Linked DNA regions of Anas platyrhynchos: region 1 is linked to region 2. Evidence: chromatin contacts called from public Hi-C data. All regions are on one chromosome and are shown on one strand. The core of a region is the stretch at or near the end of the contact, and the rest is flanking DNA. Distances in the headings are between cores, read along the strand shown.

Region 1 (6,915 bases), core at 317-2,816, 430 kb before region 2:
TGAGAGGCCTTTCTCTGCAAAGTTTCATCACTTTTTCACTGGTGGTCTTCACAAAGAGCATTTGCAATGAAAGTAAACAATCCTTCCCCTTCATCCTTCCACCTCTCCCTCCCATCATTTTTGAAGCTCTGAAGAAGGAGCCTGCACGCACCCTGACGTGCCTCATGGACCCCACTTATTTCCAGCCCAGGATCAAATACCTGCCCCTCCAGTGCAATCATCCATAGTCAGTGCAAAGAGCTCATAAGAAGAGAGGAAAAGGGGATTGTGATGCTTTCAGCTTTCACTGAGCAAGGCCTGGAGCTATTTGAGTACCAGTGTGCAAGGATAGCTCAGAGTTTCACTCCTAACTGTGCCAAGCTGGCTGCTGCCCTCACCTCTCTTCCCTCTTCAGCATTAGAGAAGACTTACAGGAGACTGTGAGAAAGGACATCGACTAAGCCATTATTTTTCTGGAGTGAGAAGAGCAGGGACGAGCCTCTCTTACCTTCTGCAACCAGTGCACCAAGAAGGTCAGCACTGCTGGGACCGGATCACACACAGGCTGGAGCACCTCTCCTGTGAGGACAGGCTGGGGGAGTTGAGGTTGTCCAGCCTGGAGAAGAGAAAGCTCCTGGGAGACCTTACAGTGGCCTGCCAGCACCTGAAGGGGGGCTACAGGAAAGCTGGGGAGGGACTCTACATGAGACATCTACATGCAAGCAAACCAACACAAATTAGAATCCCTACTTTACACACTCCACCGCACAAACACCCGAGATGCAGCAGTTTGAACTCTTCTGCTGCTTTCAGGATAGAATAAAACCACCAAAAGACAAACCTGATGTTGCCAGCAGATGGCATTATTACTCCACTTTAGCATCTCAGCTCCTGTTCCTGGAGAAGGACGCATCGCTGCCATCTACAGAGCACTCAGGAGAAGCAAACTCTTTTTTTTTTTTAAAAAAAAAAAAAATAAAAAAAATGCTTCAACTCTGCAGAATACAAACACTTTAGCAAAGCGTGGGAGAGTAAATAAGGGCATTTCATGTGCAAACCTACCACCTAGAAGCCTGGGTGTGATGACACATCCTCACTGCACAGGACAAACTGTATGATTTTCTCATTCCCCCCTTTCATTTTCCCTTCACAGCGATTCAGCCTGGCATATTAAGGGAACAGGCTTATTTATTTATTTATTTACGCCTTTTCAACTCTCCGGATTAAAGAGACGAGTTTTTCCCCCTCCCTGGCACGTTCCCCCCCCCCGTGCCGGGGGGGAAGCGGGGAGGAAGCCAGCAAGGATCAGAGGATCTCCAGCGCCAGCAGGGACGGCAGCTCCTCCTCCTCCCACCTGTAAGGCCCTTCTCTTTCTCCCACTTTCCAGGGAGTCCTTCAAATGCCCTTGAGCTACGGTGCAGAGTAAACTAACGTGTATACAGACACACAGCCCAGCCGTTCAACTTCTTTATACGAGGCCTCCCGGACAAGGGGAGAGCCAAACCCTGATGCTGCCCCTTCTGCCCCGTGCAGGACTTAGTGCCTCAAGCCAGGCAGGAGAGCCCGGGGCAAGTCCCACCTGCTGGAGGTTGGGCCTGGCACCGCAGGAGAAAAGGTGCTGGAAGCTGTGAAGCAGGGGGATGACGGGGTTGTCACTTGGACGGCCAAGCACAGCGCCTCCGAAGTGAGTAATTACGCCTGTCCGGGCACCGCAGGTCCTGCAGCAGCCATCGCGGCGTAGGGTCGCTGCAAAGATTGGGTTGTTTAATTAAAGCAGGGTGTGGGGAAAGGCAAGCTGCCCAGTGACAGCACAGCCTGTGCGATGCCTCTGGGAGAAGAGCTGATTAGAGAGCAAGAGGCATCTCCGCCGCAGGGAAGGGGCCTCGTCTCTGAGCCTCCCCGAATGGGTACTGGACGTATTTCAAGCTCCTCTCCAGCTGGCTGAGCGATTCCGAAGTGGGAGGAGAGATGTCCTCGAGGTCTGATTTCTCTCTTGGATTTTCCTGCTGAGGCAGGAGGAAGTAACAACGCGCCACCCCTTTTCACTCCAGCTAACTGCCCGACCCTCTCTCCAGGGCAATTGCTCCCTCGCAGGGAGGGCTGCGCCCGCTCTGCATCTGGGAACTCACCGAGCTTCAAATAGCTGAGCGTGGTGAGGAGGGCACGGTGCCCTTAAGCAAGGGAGCACAACAGAGAGAAGGGGAAAAAAAAAAAAAGAAAAAGGAAAATCAGAGGTAAGAGATCCCTCTGCTGCAACTTGCTACTTCCACAAAAAGGAAGGCAAGAATAAAGTAAAGGATGCTGTTCCACACTAGGCTCTCCCAGCCCTGACCACTCCCTAGATCAGGCCTTCAATACTGTTCTTGCTGCTCGGTTTTCTCAGTTGCACCTGCAGCAGATGAGAAGAAGTCCAATGTTATGACTTTTCATGCACCTGAAGGGAGAACCTCCAAATCCATTTTCCTAAGGCGATCTCCCTCGGGATTTCGTACTCAGCATCACAGAGTAAAAGGCACAACTCCAGGTACACGCACAAAAGAGCCTGTCACCCTGCTCGATACTGCTTTGCATGCATTCAGCTTCAATTCTATGCCTTCAAAAGGAAAGCTTGTCAGAGCAAACCACATCCGAAAAGCTAATCCCATGCGACAGATAGTCCACACCAAATTATGAGCCAGCGGTTGGCTGGCATCCTGCGCTCAGAGGGTGCTACAGGCACCGGGCAGGAAAGCTATGCAGACAGGCATGCACACACAGAGCTTGCTGCAGAGATGCCCCCCTCTGCAAGGATGAGAAAAACGAGATACTTTTTGTTTCCAGCATTTCAGGATATTCACGGCTCCCGCCTCCTGCAGAGTCCCTTGAACTGTCCGGCGGCACAGCGGCTCTCCTCAGCATTTTGCAAATTATGTTATCGCACTGTCAGCCTTCACAAAACCGATGGGAAAGGGCCGTGCAATCAGGTGATGCAAATCAGTTTAGCTTTGCTGAAGCCATCAGAACAATGCCGGCTGATACTCGGGGCTCTCACACCAGCGCTGAGCCCAGGAGTGGAGCCGAGCTCACTCACGGCGGCCCAGTTGTGACCCTGTTCAATATTCCCCTTCGCAGGTTTGACACGACACACACTGTTCATGTAGTTCTGCGTGCACCCTTGACACCACTCACTGTGTAATCCACATATCGCTTTGTTTTCCTGCAAGAACGCAGCAGAAGCCACTGATTTACTCACAGCATTTTGTCAGAGAGAAAAAAATAAAAAAATAAAAAAAAAGCAGCTTTCCAGGAGCTGCCAGAGATGGAGAGAGAAGTATCTGTACACAGGCAGCCTTAACACCTCTGAAACTAACTGCAAGACACCGCACATAACCCAAAGGCTGCAGGTTACTGCCTTCCAGCAGGCTTCCACCAGGGGAAGCGAAGCCAACAGCTGTCGCAGCGAGAAGCCAGAAGAGTGGATGGACACACGCTCCAGTGACTGTGGATGTGCATAAATGAGCAAAGACAGAGGAGAGGACGTCTGATCAGTGAAAAGGCTCCTGGGCCATCAGAGCACATAGTTTTAATCTGCCAGGTTAAAAGGGTGCCGAGGCATCACCCACCGTAAGGAACGTGTCTGCAGCATGGCTGGGATTCGACCTTCTGCTTCCCTCCTGTCTCCAGAGCACAGAAACTCCAGGTCCCTCGTGCTCCTCTACACAAAAAAAGCAGGAAGGAGAAGGAAAAAAGCACCGCCGAAGAGGCCCTAACTCATCTCTTACTCTTGGATAAGTCCAAATTTATGGCTCTGTCTGCCTTTGAGTCTTTATTATCTCCTTAAGTGGCTAGCTTTGTACACAATTTATTATAAAAGCCTGAAATCTACAGTCAAATTACAGATCAATTGAAAACTACACAGAAAACAATTAACATCTGGCAGCGGTTTAATCTATAAAGCTGTCGCAGGCTTTGCCAACCCTGAATTCCTCTTCTGAAACCCATATTTCCTCTCCCCAAACCTAGTCTCCTCTCCTGCAACTCGTGGGTCCGTGGGAGAGCCGAATCTCCTCGCGTGCTTGATGAAAACCATGCTGAATATGGCAATGTAACACCTCTCTGTGTCTTCTGCAGATGTGACTTTTATCGGGGCCTACAGAGGGAAGCTGAAGCGGGCAGTACCCTGTTGTGATGGAGCTTCCACCTTCTCCCAACAAGGTGGAAGGCAGGGGGAGGCCAGGAACGGGGAAGGCCTCCTGACCAGTCTCTTTGGCCTTTCTCTTTGCTAACCAACTGGCTGTTTCTTGTTGTGAGAAGTCCACCACCTTCACAGGCACCTCTCTCAACAAATGGATGTGCCTCCAACCCTGTTGCCAACATCTCATCGCCTCACCATACAGAGCTTCGCAGCCCTTTGGCAAGGCCCTTCCATTTACTGAGGGAACATGAGGGAGTTGAGTTCAGTGATCCTGAAAACCTCTGTCTATTCTCTCTCTCCACAGACCTTCCAGAGCTAATTCGTACTTCTCCACCTCATCTGCGCAACAAAACTCAAAAGACCCTGCTACCAGAAGGCACCTCAACTTGAACCAGGCATCTAGCTTGGCTTCCTGTTATGTTTTATGAGGAGCTGAGGTCATTTAGCTTGGAGAAAAAGCACAGGGGAGACCTTATTGTACTTTGTAATTACCTTAAAGGAGCTGTAGCAAGGCAGGGGTCAAGCTCTCCTCCCAAACACCAAGAGATAAGATGAGGGGAAATGGCCTCAAGTAGCACCAGGGGAGGTTTAGGTTGGATGTTACCAGAAATTTCTTTACTTCAAGGATTGTGAGGAATTGGAACAGGCTGCCCAGGGAAGCGGTTGAGTCACCATTCCTGAAAGCCTTCAAGAAGTGTGTAGATGAAGAACTTAGCATGGTTGAGTGGTGGACTCGTCAGTGCTAGGTTAAAGGCTGGACTAGGTAATCTAATCATAGACATCTTTTCCAACCTGAATGACTCTATTAATATAAATGTATGTAAAAATCAAACCACAACAACAAAACGTTCTGGTCAACGTGTGTCTGCCCTCATCATTTTTGGGGTGGTGGACTACAACACACTTTTGGACACATGGCCCATCCTTCCCTTTCCAACCCTGACCCAGATATGTTTCCATCCTCAGTGAGATGGCAATAACACACTGCAGAAACAAATTCCCTGCTTGCACTGAGCTGGGGGCCACTGGCAGGAACTGTTGCACGGGAGTAGCTCTGGAGATGCTTTTGTCTCATGGAAAGCTGGGGAGAGGAAATGGATGAGTGGACAGTGTCGGGGAAGCCTCCGCCCTTCAGTGAGCTAAGAACAGCTGTTGTTGATGATGATTGCTTCCTAATTAGCTTGCTCTTGTATAAGCTTGATAATTTTATGTACCTCCAGAGGAGCAGATTAGCTCTGAATTCACATTGTATCCATTTGTGAAGAGTACCCTATAAATTATTTACCTAACTCTCAAAAATATTAGATCAAGACGACTCTAAGTATGTCTAATTATAAGGCAAGAATAATGCTAAGTAGAAAGGCTAGCTGTATTTACAAGTGCACAGGAGTGATAAACTGCTTTTAATTGTTACTATGCATACCCTACGATGCTACAACTGCTTTGCTACAGGCTTACAGCTAGGCTCTTATTGGTGACATCTCTCTCAAATACTTTTTGTATGGCAAGAACACAGAGCAACCTCAGCCACAGCTTTGTCCTTCAGGAGACAAAACAATATACAGACCCAAAACAGAACAAAATTTAGTCACTGTCCCCAAATACGTAAGGTTATCATAGCCGTAATGAAACAAAATGAATTTGACTGCATACTGGTAAATGGCTTTAAACTTCATAAAGACTCTAACAACCTCTCCCAAGTTGCTGGCTCTGATTCACTACTGGTTTAAGTAGAATAACACAGTGATGAATCAGCTATGCTGTAATTTTCACTCCATTTTTTGCTATGTTAGTACATTGTTACTTCATTACTATTGAACCGCTATATTTTTTCTGGGCTTCGCAACCAGCATGCTGTTAACCCGTGGTGAGCCTGCAGCCAGAGCTAATAGAGCTAATAGCGAGCCGTGTGGCAGTAGCACCCCACTTCTTAGCTGGAGATGAACGGAGACTGAACATCCTGCCATATCCACAGGTCCGCTGACCTTACTTCAGGGTGAAGACATTCAGATGAGGGAAAACAGAATGGTAACAATTAGTACCAATGTCAATTAGGAGAAGGAAAATGTGGCAACATTAAATTGACACAGGAGGAAAAAGAAACAGACAGAAGCAAATCCACAGAGGGGACATTATGAAGTGCAGTGTGGACAACCTTCCCCGTCAGATGGCATGGTGAGGAACAGGGACGCACATGTGGAAGCAAGTCTCATTAGGAAGAGGGCATATTGCAGAAATGACTAAGAAAACATTAAGAATTTAAAGATACGAGCAAAATATTCAAGGTACCCCATTTACATGTTCCACGCCTGCAAGAAAAGTGCCAAGATCAGGATCTGGGAAGCACAGCCCACAAGGTATGCAAAATTGCCCCGTCTCTTGCCTCTTGAGTTATTTCAAATACAAGTCCCCCTGCTCTGTCTTCCCTTTGCCTAGAACTTCCCTGCCTGCATTGCTCATCGCATCTCTTTTGAGCAAGCTCTCCTTCTGTTCCCTTTTAAAGTGAAATAAAGAATCCCTTCCTTAAATGAACCAGCAGCACAACATCAACAAACCCCACAGATGCCCTGTTGGCAGATGGCAGCTGCCCATTGCACGTGCGAAGACAACCCAGGGCTTTCCAGAACCTCTTCCAGGTCAGGTCCATCACAGACCAGTATCTCCCCAACGCAACGTTCGGCAAAAAGGCATCACAAGACTCCTGCTGAGATGTACTTAAGAGATTTTTACAAGGCATGCAAGGGCAAACGTAGAAAATGCAC
Region 2 (6,797 bases), core at 1,536-4,035:
TACAACTAATAGTATCTACAAGCTTATTATTGTGGTTACATGGCATGTGGGTAAGTGTTTTGGCTTCATCTGGACTTTGCAGAATCCTCCTAGCTTTGCAAAAACTGGACTGGGAATTTGTGTAGTTTCCCGAAAATGCCACCATCTTCTCTTTCCTATCTGGCAAAATGATTTTATTTATTTTTCTTGACAAGAGGCCCTCAAGAACAAAGTCCTGATGCCAGATACGTGCTTATGTTCAACAAGGAAGCCATGCCTGCTCTCAAAAAGCTTACCATAATGACAAGAAAAAGCAAAATGAAAAGTATGTTAGAATTCTTAATGCCATCTAGAGTTAGCCAGGCAGAGTTGAATGGCCAGAAATGAAAAATAATGGGTGAGGAAAGTTAATGGCATCACTTCCCAGAGCTCTGGCTGCTTTGAATTTCATCTTTTGGAGAAAGGCAAGTATTGCGTGGAAAGTAATTCCTGGCATATTAAGGAAGGGGGATTTTTACTGTACCATGTTTGAACTGCTTTGGCACTCTAACATTATCATTTACCTTTGATCTGTAAAATCTGAATATGCTAGCAATCCCCCAGCACTGCTCATAATTTGAAGCCTTTAATACCCGATGTGGCAGGATGGCTTGGGATGCAAGAAAAAAAAAACAAAAGCAAGCACAAGTTGCAGGGCTTTAGAGGAACACTGACCTCACCCATAGGAGCTCCTGTTCAACTCAGAGCCTCAGAACTTCCCCAGCAGGTTTCCACCTGCACGAGTGTATTTCTGTTCAGCCGCTGCCAGCATACCGCTGTTTACCATAAAAGTTGACATTTAGACTTGAAAAATTCAGGAAGGAAAGGGGATGATTTAAAAATAAAATGTAATTTACACTAATTATGTTGTTACATAGGATGCTCTGCAAAAAACATTAGCAAGTGAGATCATGTCAGCAAAGCGCAAGATGAACTGTATGGAAGACTTTCACGTCCCCAAGTCAGAAAGCTGTGGCTTCCTGCTGCTTTTCATTTCTTGGCCAATCAATGCTTCATAAAGACTTTGAGCATATAGCCGGAGTACCTCTGCAGTCCTAATGTCTGCAGTATCTAAATAGGAAATCAGCAGTAATATGCTGATATGCACTCACTCCTGTTACAACGCTAGGCACAAAGTGAGGCAGTCCTGAGTCACCTGTAGCAAAACAGTCGAACCAAAGGCTCCCAGAGCTCAGCATCACATCACTGACCACCCTTCATTTCACCTTCAAACCCTGAAACTGCTAAAAAGGAGATAAGCGCTAACTCACAGAGTAGGACATGCATTATTGTCCTTGGTCGGTACCAAAGACTCTTGGTCAGTCCTCTCCTTCTCCCAGTAGTCACACAGTACTTGACGGGGAATTGTGCACATCCGCCTTGCAGTTATCAAGGGCCACCATTAGTGATTGAAAAAGGGTACAGCAAATTCACAAATATTCGGGTAGGTTGGGAAAAACAGTTCTTCAAATAACATCACCATAAGTCTTGATATGATGTTAACGGATCTCTCAGTGCCTTCAGCCCAGATCATCTCAATTTCCATGTCAATACCTTTCGGTTTGCTCTCCTGTAGCTGTGCTGTCTGCCTGGAGGGGAGAGGGGAGAACTTGCTTTTGTCGCTATCCCTGGCTGATCCAGCTCAAGTATTCCAGGGGCTGCATAGAGGCCACTTTGCCATTTAAAACTTGCGTGTAATCCATACCAAGCCTCCCACCTGCACACACGTTCTTACCCTATAGCAGACTTCATCTTATGCAAAGTGGGCCAAGATTAAAGAAATCTCGGAGACAACCATTTCAGTAATCCTGTAGTGAATGCAGAGATAGATAATTTAAGCCTGCATATTTTGGAGGCGCACAAGCTCTCTCAGGAATGTGGGTTGCGGCAAATAGCTCCTGCCACACATTTCCAGCCAGGTTTTCTCCAACATCTGTGCTCCAATTCAGGCAGCAAGTTGCTACCCTCAGAGTCGCCGCCATCCAAGAAATGATCAGCTAACAAACAGATCTGACACTTATATAATTTACATTTTGCAGTATACAAAATCTCAAAGATAGGCTTTGGCTGTTCTCTTTGTGCTTTTTTTTTTTTTCCCTTTCCTGTTTTGTTTTACAAAACTGTTCACCATCAATCTATCTAAACCACTTCACTGACCACAGGGGCCAGGCAGCTAAGGACTGTGATTATTTGTCAAAGCCTTTATTGTGAAAAAAGCTGACAAAAGTAATTCAACAAATTTTTTGACAAATACATTTGAAAATTGTTAGGCTACCTCAGTTAACCAGATGAATAATGCGAAATGATATGAGGTGAATAATTTATTACAAAATATGGGAAAAAAACACTATATAAATTATTGAATTAATATTATTTGACAAGTGCTTGCCCTTCCCTGAAGTGCAGCTTTCTCTGTGATGGAACATAGCAGCTGTTTAAAAGCAACAATAGTTTAAGGCAGCAAATGAAGAAGAATTGCAAGCACTGAGCGAGTATGAGATTAGGCAGAACGTAATTATCCAGATTGGAATCTGGTTAAAATCAGGAAATAAGGCAAAGTTTCTCATACAAAATATATCATCCAGTAACGACCACAAGTGGTAGAGATACCTTCTCTTGTTTTTCAGCCAAAATGGTCTGTTATTACCTCCACAATTATTCCTTTCTACCTTGCTGGTGGGGTTTTCCCCTCTCTACACCGTGAGGCTACTTTCTTCATGGAATCTGAAACCAAAGCAGCAGCAGCCAGACTGGGCATAACACAAGGCTAAACCAAATTCACCTCTGTGCACAGTTTGAGTTCCAGCTTCCTTCTCCTGTTCGCCAAGGCTCAACCCTGCTCGGCAATACAAATCAGCGCCGAGAGACATCTAGCGGCTGCATTTTGAGTTGCAAATGGGTGTTTGAGGAGCTCACCCGCGGATGGATGGAGGGAAGGAAGGGCACCTCATCATGAACCTCCAAATCAGAGCAGACCTCTCCCGAGGTACCAACCCCACCCATCCTCGAGTAGTTTGTAAGAACTGATGGCAACTCGGAGCATCGGTGGTTGCAGATCTCATGTCTTTTGAGGCAGCTTGTATTTTGGCCGGATGGAGATAAGTGAAAAATGATGAATATTTGCAACGTGCAGAGCTCAGCTCTACATGTATTAGCTCGTAGTTTCCATGTCAGTCCTGATGAGTTAGGAAGGACTGAGCACCTGCTTTTCTCCAGCTCTGTTTCCTTCATTAGTCTTATGGCCAGCAGGATGCCCTTACTCAATGCCATGGAGAAGCACCCTCCATGGTTATTAGTGTGCCTCCAGGAGCTGTTAAAGACACTACCGGCTCCTTCCAAAAGGGCAAATCATAACTGTGACACCTCGCAAAGATTTGCTTCTAGTACCTAAGAGCAGGAGCCGAGCTCGCCTTAAGTTCCACAAGAATTATTCGGGGAATTTATGCTCTTGGGTCCCAGCTCTCGGTCACCGGCAGGGAAACGCAGGACTGTGCAGAAAACAAAATTTACAAATCTCTGTCACCCTATGGGAGCGTTGCAATACTCCCAATTTACACACACACTTTGGATGTGTAAATATTTCAGAGCTGCAGTTTAAGGGCACCAGTGATTTGCACAGCACTATATATCACGGCTTCCCAGAGAGCACAGAGCTACTGGAAAGCAGCACTCGAGTCGGAGGTGGATTTAACATTAGCATCTCAGCACTACACCCGAAGTTTGATTGTTTACGTACATCATGTCAACTGATTTAAAATCTATATTTACACACACCGAGATGGCCTCCACTCATTAATAAATTAAGACACTTGTAAACCACTGGATCTGCAAGCTGGCTTTCTAATTTACTAGCGTCTGGGTATCAGGTTGCCCACCCTTTCTAGGCAAAAGCTGCTGGGTGGAACAAAGCTTTGCTAAACGCTCCACATGCCCCGTAGCTTGTCCATACACCCCTTGCACCGACACTCCTCGTACCTCACCTGTCTGAAGGCTAAAGAAGTCTTTTTGTCCCGAGGGTTATTAGCCTTGGATCTTTTGCCAATACTCCATTCAATCATTTAGATGAGCTTAATGATAAAGGTTAGTTTTTCCAAGAGGAGGCTGGAAACCTACAGCAGTATGGTCTTGGGGGCTAAGGGCTGTGCAGCGAGAGAGCTGCTCGCGAGGGCCCCTTCTGCCATCAGCTCTCCAAGCTCATAACTGCCTTCCTCCCCTGTGCACGAATGATGAAATATTAGAGGCTCTGATCTCTGCCTCATTAAATAGAGAATATTCTCACTCTATCCTGACCCGCGCTAGGGCCAGTTTAAGGAGCAATCCGTCATGAGATCATTAATACAAAGACTTGCTCAGAGGGCAAGGATGTTCATCCAAAATTAATTTCTTAACCTTTTCGGGAAGGACTTTGGAGAGGGTGTTTTACCTTTCCTAACTGGAGGGATCGGTTATATATTTCTGCACCACATTGATGATGGAGTTAGAGCCAAGAGGCCAGCACCATGCTGAGACTTGGCCTCTCCGACGCCTTCCGTGACGCCCAGCAGCGTGTGAGCAGGAGCCCCGGAGATCAGGAAGAAGAGCAACAGCCAGGGATTGAAGCAAAGGTCGGGAAAAGACTGCAATGAATGTAGTTCAAACAGATCAAAGGCACGGGCCCCATAACAGCAGCTTGGCAAGGGGTAGTACAAGGACAGAGTAGAAAACCATGCCCAGAAGTAGACAGATGCTGTGGAAATTTTAATGGGTCTTTGCCATGCTTTCAGGACACAGATCCATACGTCAGACGCAGTAAACTCACAAGTTACATGAGTGACAAATCAGGGGGACTTGCAGTGTTGCTCATAACCATGCTGCAATAAGGCCTGTCCTTTAATATGCAGATCTGCTGTGCTTGGCGTCTGAGCGCTCTCCCTCCTGTCCCTCTCTCCGCTCTTCTCCCACAAAAGGTTTTAATGACAAGAGATACCCACGGTCTGCTGACGAGAGCAAGCTATAACGATGGATGCAGATAGAGAAAGAGAGGGGAAAGGAAGCCTCCAAGACATGTTTTCTCCAAATAGCACACAATCTACACAGACTGCTGCAGAAATGGGATGAATAATAGAATCACAGAATTTTCTCATCCCCTGTCGCTGTCAAATCCCATTAAACTCACTCCAGGTAAAAGGTGCATTATCGACACTGCTAAAACTACAGTACACATCGGGGTTACCATAAACAAATGAAAGAAGATGGGTGTGAGAGACGATAAAGACAAATCGCAAATCATCATCTTCCCAGGAAAGCATCAAGGATATATACTGAGGGCGAGGTGCTATTCCTGAGAACACATAAAAGCTATATCAGGTTAGGACTGGAGCTTGATATTAACCCCCTCATTACTGCTTTTTACCAGGCGTGCTTGCTCTGCTGCTTCTTTTGAGGCTAATGTGCTTTTATACCAAAGGAGATATAGACAACTGGATTAGTGTGGGATTTAGGGAGCAGGCTGTGTACCAGGTGATGTGACAGCAAACAGCTAAATTTAATATGGCAGCTTGATCCATTATGTATTTTATTCCAAGACATGTCCACATGGGCACATGAAACCCGGACTGGATCTTGCATCACAGCAGACGAGGCTCCAGAAGTGTCAGATCTGGGCCGTAAGATGCTGGCATTTTAACAATCATTTTTTCTGTCACTGCGTACACTTTACATGGCTTAGGCTTGTAAATGCACAGAGTCCTTGTTATAAACCACCCTGACCCTAAACTTTAAATAAAGGTCCATATTATTTGGCACCTTCCTGGTATTTTTGCTTGTGAAGCGTTAAGATCTTTGATCGGTTGGTGTTGTTACACCCATTTCCAGAGACTCCAGGCAGGGAATCTGATACAAGCAGGGTTGCCCAGTGAATCAAGAAGGGAGCTGAGGACAGCACCTAGAGCTCCCACCTTGTTCAGATGCTCCTGCAACATTTGGTCAGCTCTGCACCAGAAGAGAGACTTTATCACCACGTGGGCTTGACATTTCCACACACAACCAAAATCCTATTTTGACAGCCCTCTGTCTCAGAGGGGCTCAAACCAGTATGGGTCTCACCAAAGACAAAGTCTGTTGATTACTGCTCTTCCTCAAGAAATTACTGGATGAAGTCAAAGACACGCACAGATAACCGTCCGCAAGCTCTCTGAAACACCTCTCTGCTCCCTCCTGGATCCTATCCAGGTTTAACTTTGTACCTACCCACGCAGACTAATTAGAGGCCCCTTTTTATTGCTTTGAAAATATTACCTCTCTGCCCTACTGGTGATCTGCTGAGCTACAGCAACAGTTCCCAACAGGACCTCCTCGCTCACGCTGATTGCCGTGTGCTGTTCTCCAGCTCAGGACTCCCGTTCACAGCTCGACCCAGAAACCTAGATGTTGCCTGAGAGCACTTTTGCTCTTTGTGCCATCGCTGATTTGAGTATATTTTGAGTAAATAAAGCCCTTGGCCATGGGTTTAGCTAGATGACAACAACACAGCTCATCAGCTGCTTACATACCGAGGTCAGCTGTCCTGTCCCACATCCAACCTTCTGCCATCCACCGCAACGTGAGGCCACAATAAGGCATGCAGGAAGGCTGCTCACCTGCTGCCTCACCCTCAGAGAAACTGTAGATACTAAGAAATGGAAAGCCTCTGTTATGTTTCAGAATAATAATATGGAGAGGGCACGCCTAGTTTGGTACTAAGATGCCTTTTGCATCTCACTGGCCTGATCCCACCATCTCCCCGAAGCTTTACCAGCTCT

The links. A called contact is a pair of places that touch in the nucleus more often than the background predicts.
Region 1: a contact with region 2 is called in a Hi-C map of subcutaneous adipose tissue, with 2.9 times the contacts expected there. The contact joins two enhancer-like sites. A contact is called at or near these places in 3 of 8 Hi-C or Micro-C datasets (liver, skeletal muscle and subcutaneous adipose tissue).

The regions. Positions count from the first base shown.
Region 1 is chr1:86,460,247-86,467,161 of IASCAAS_PekinDuck_T2T, reverse strand. All of the region lies in intron 1 of LSAMP (limbic system associated membrane protein), which reads right to left. Among named protein-coding and RNA genes, the nearest start is that of GAP43, 430 kb to the left of the region's middle. Within about 2 kb of position 1,566, at least 1 of the 8 cell types and tissues checked has an H3K27ac peak or open chromatin away from gene starts, as enhancers often do.
Region 2 is chr1:86,035,224-86,042,020 of IASCAAS_PekinDuck_T2T, reverse strand. All of the region lies in intron 1 of LSAMP (limbic system associated membrane protein), which reads right to left. Among named protein-coding and RNA genes, the nearest start is that of LSAMP, 85 kb to the right of the region's middle. Within about 2 kb of position 2,785, at least 1 of the 8 cell types and tissues checked has an H3K27ac peak or open chromatin away from gene starts, as enhancers often do.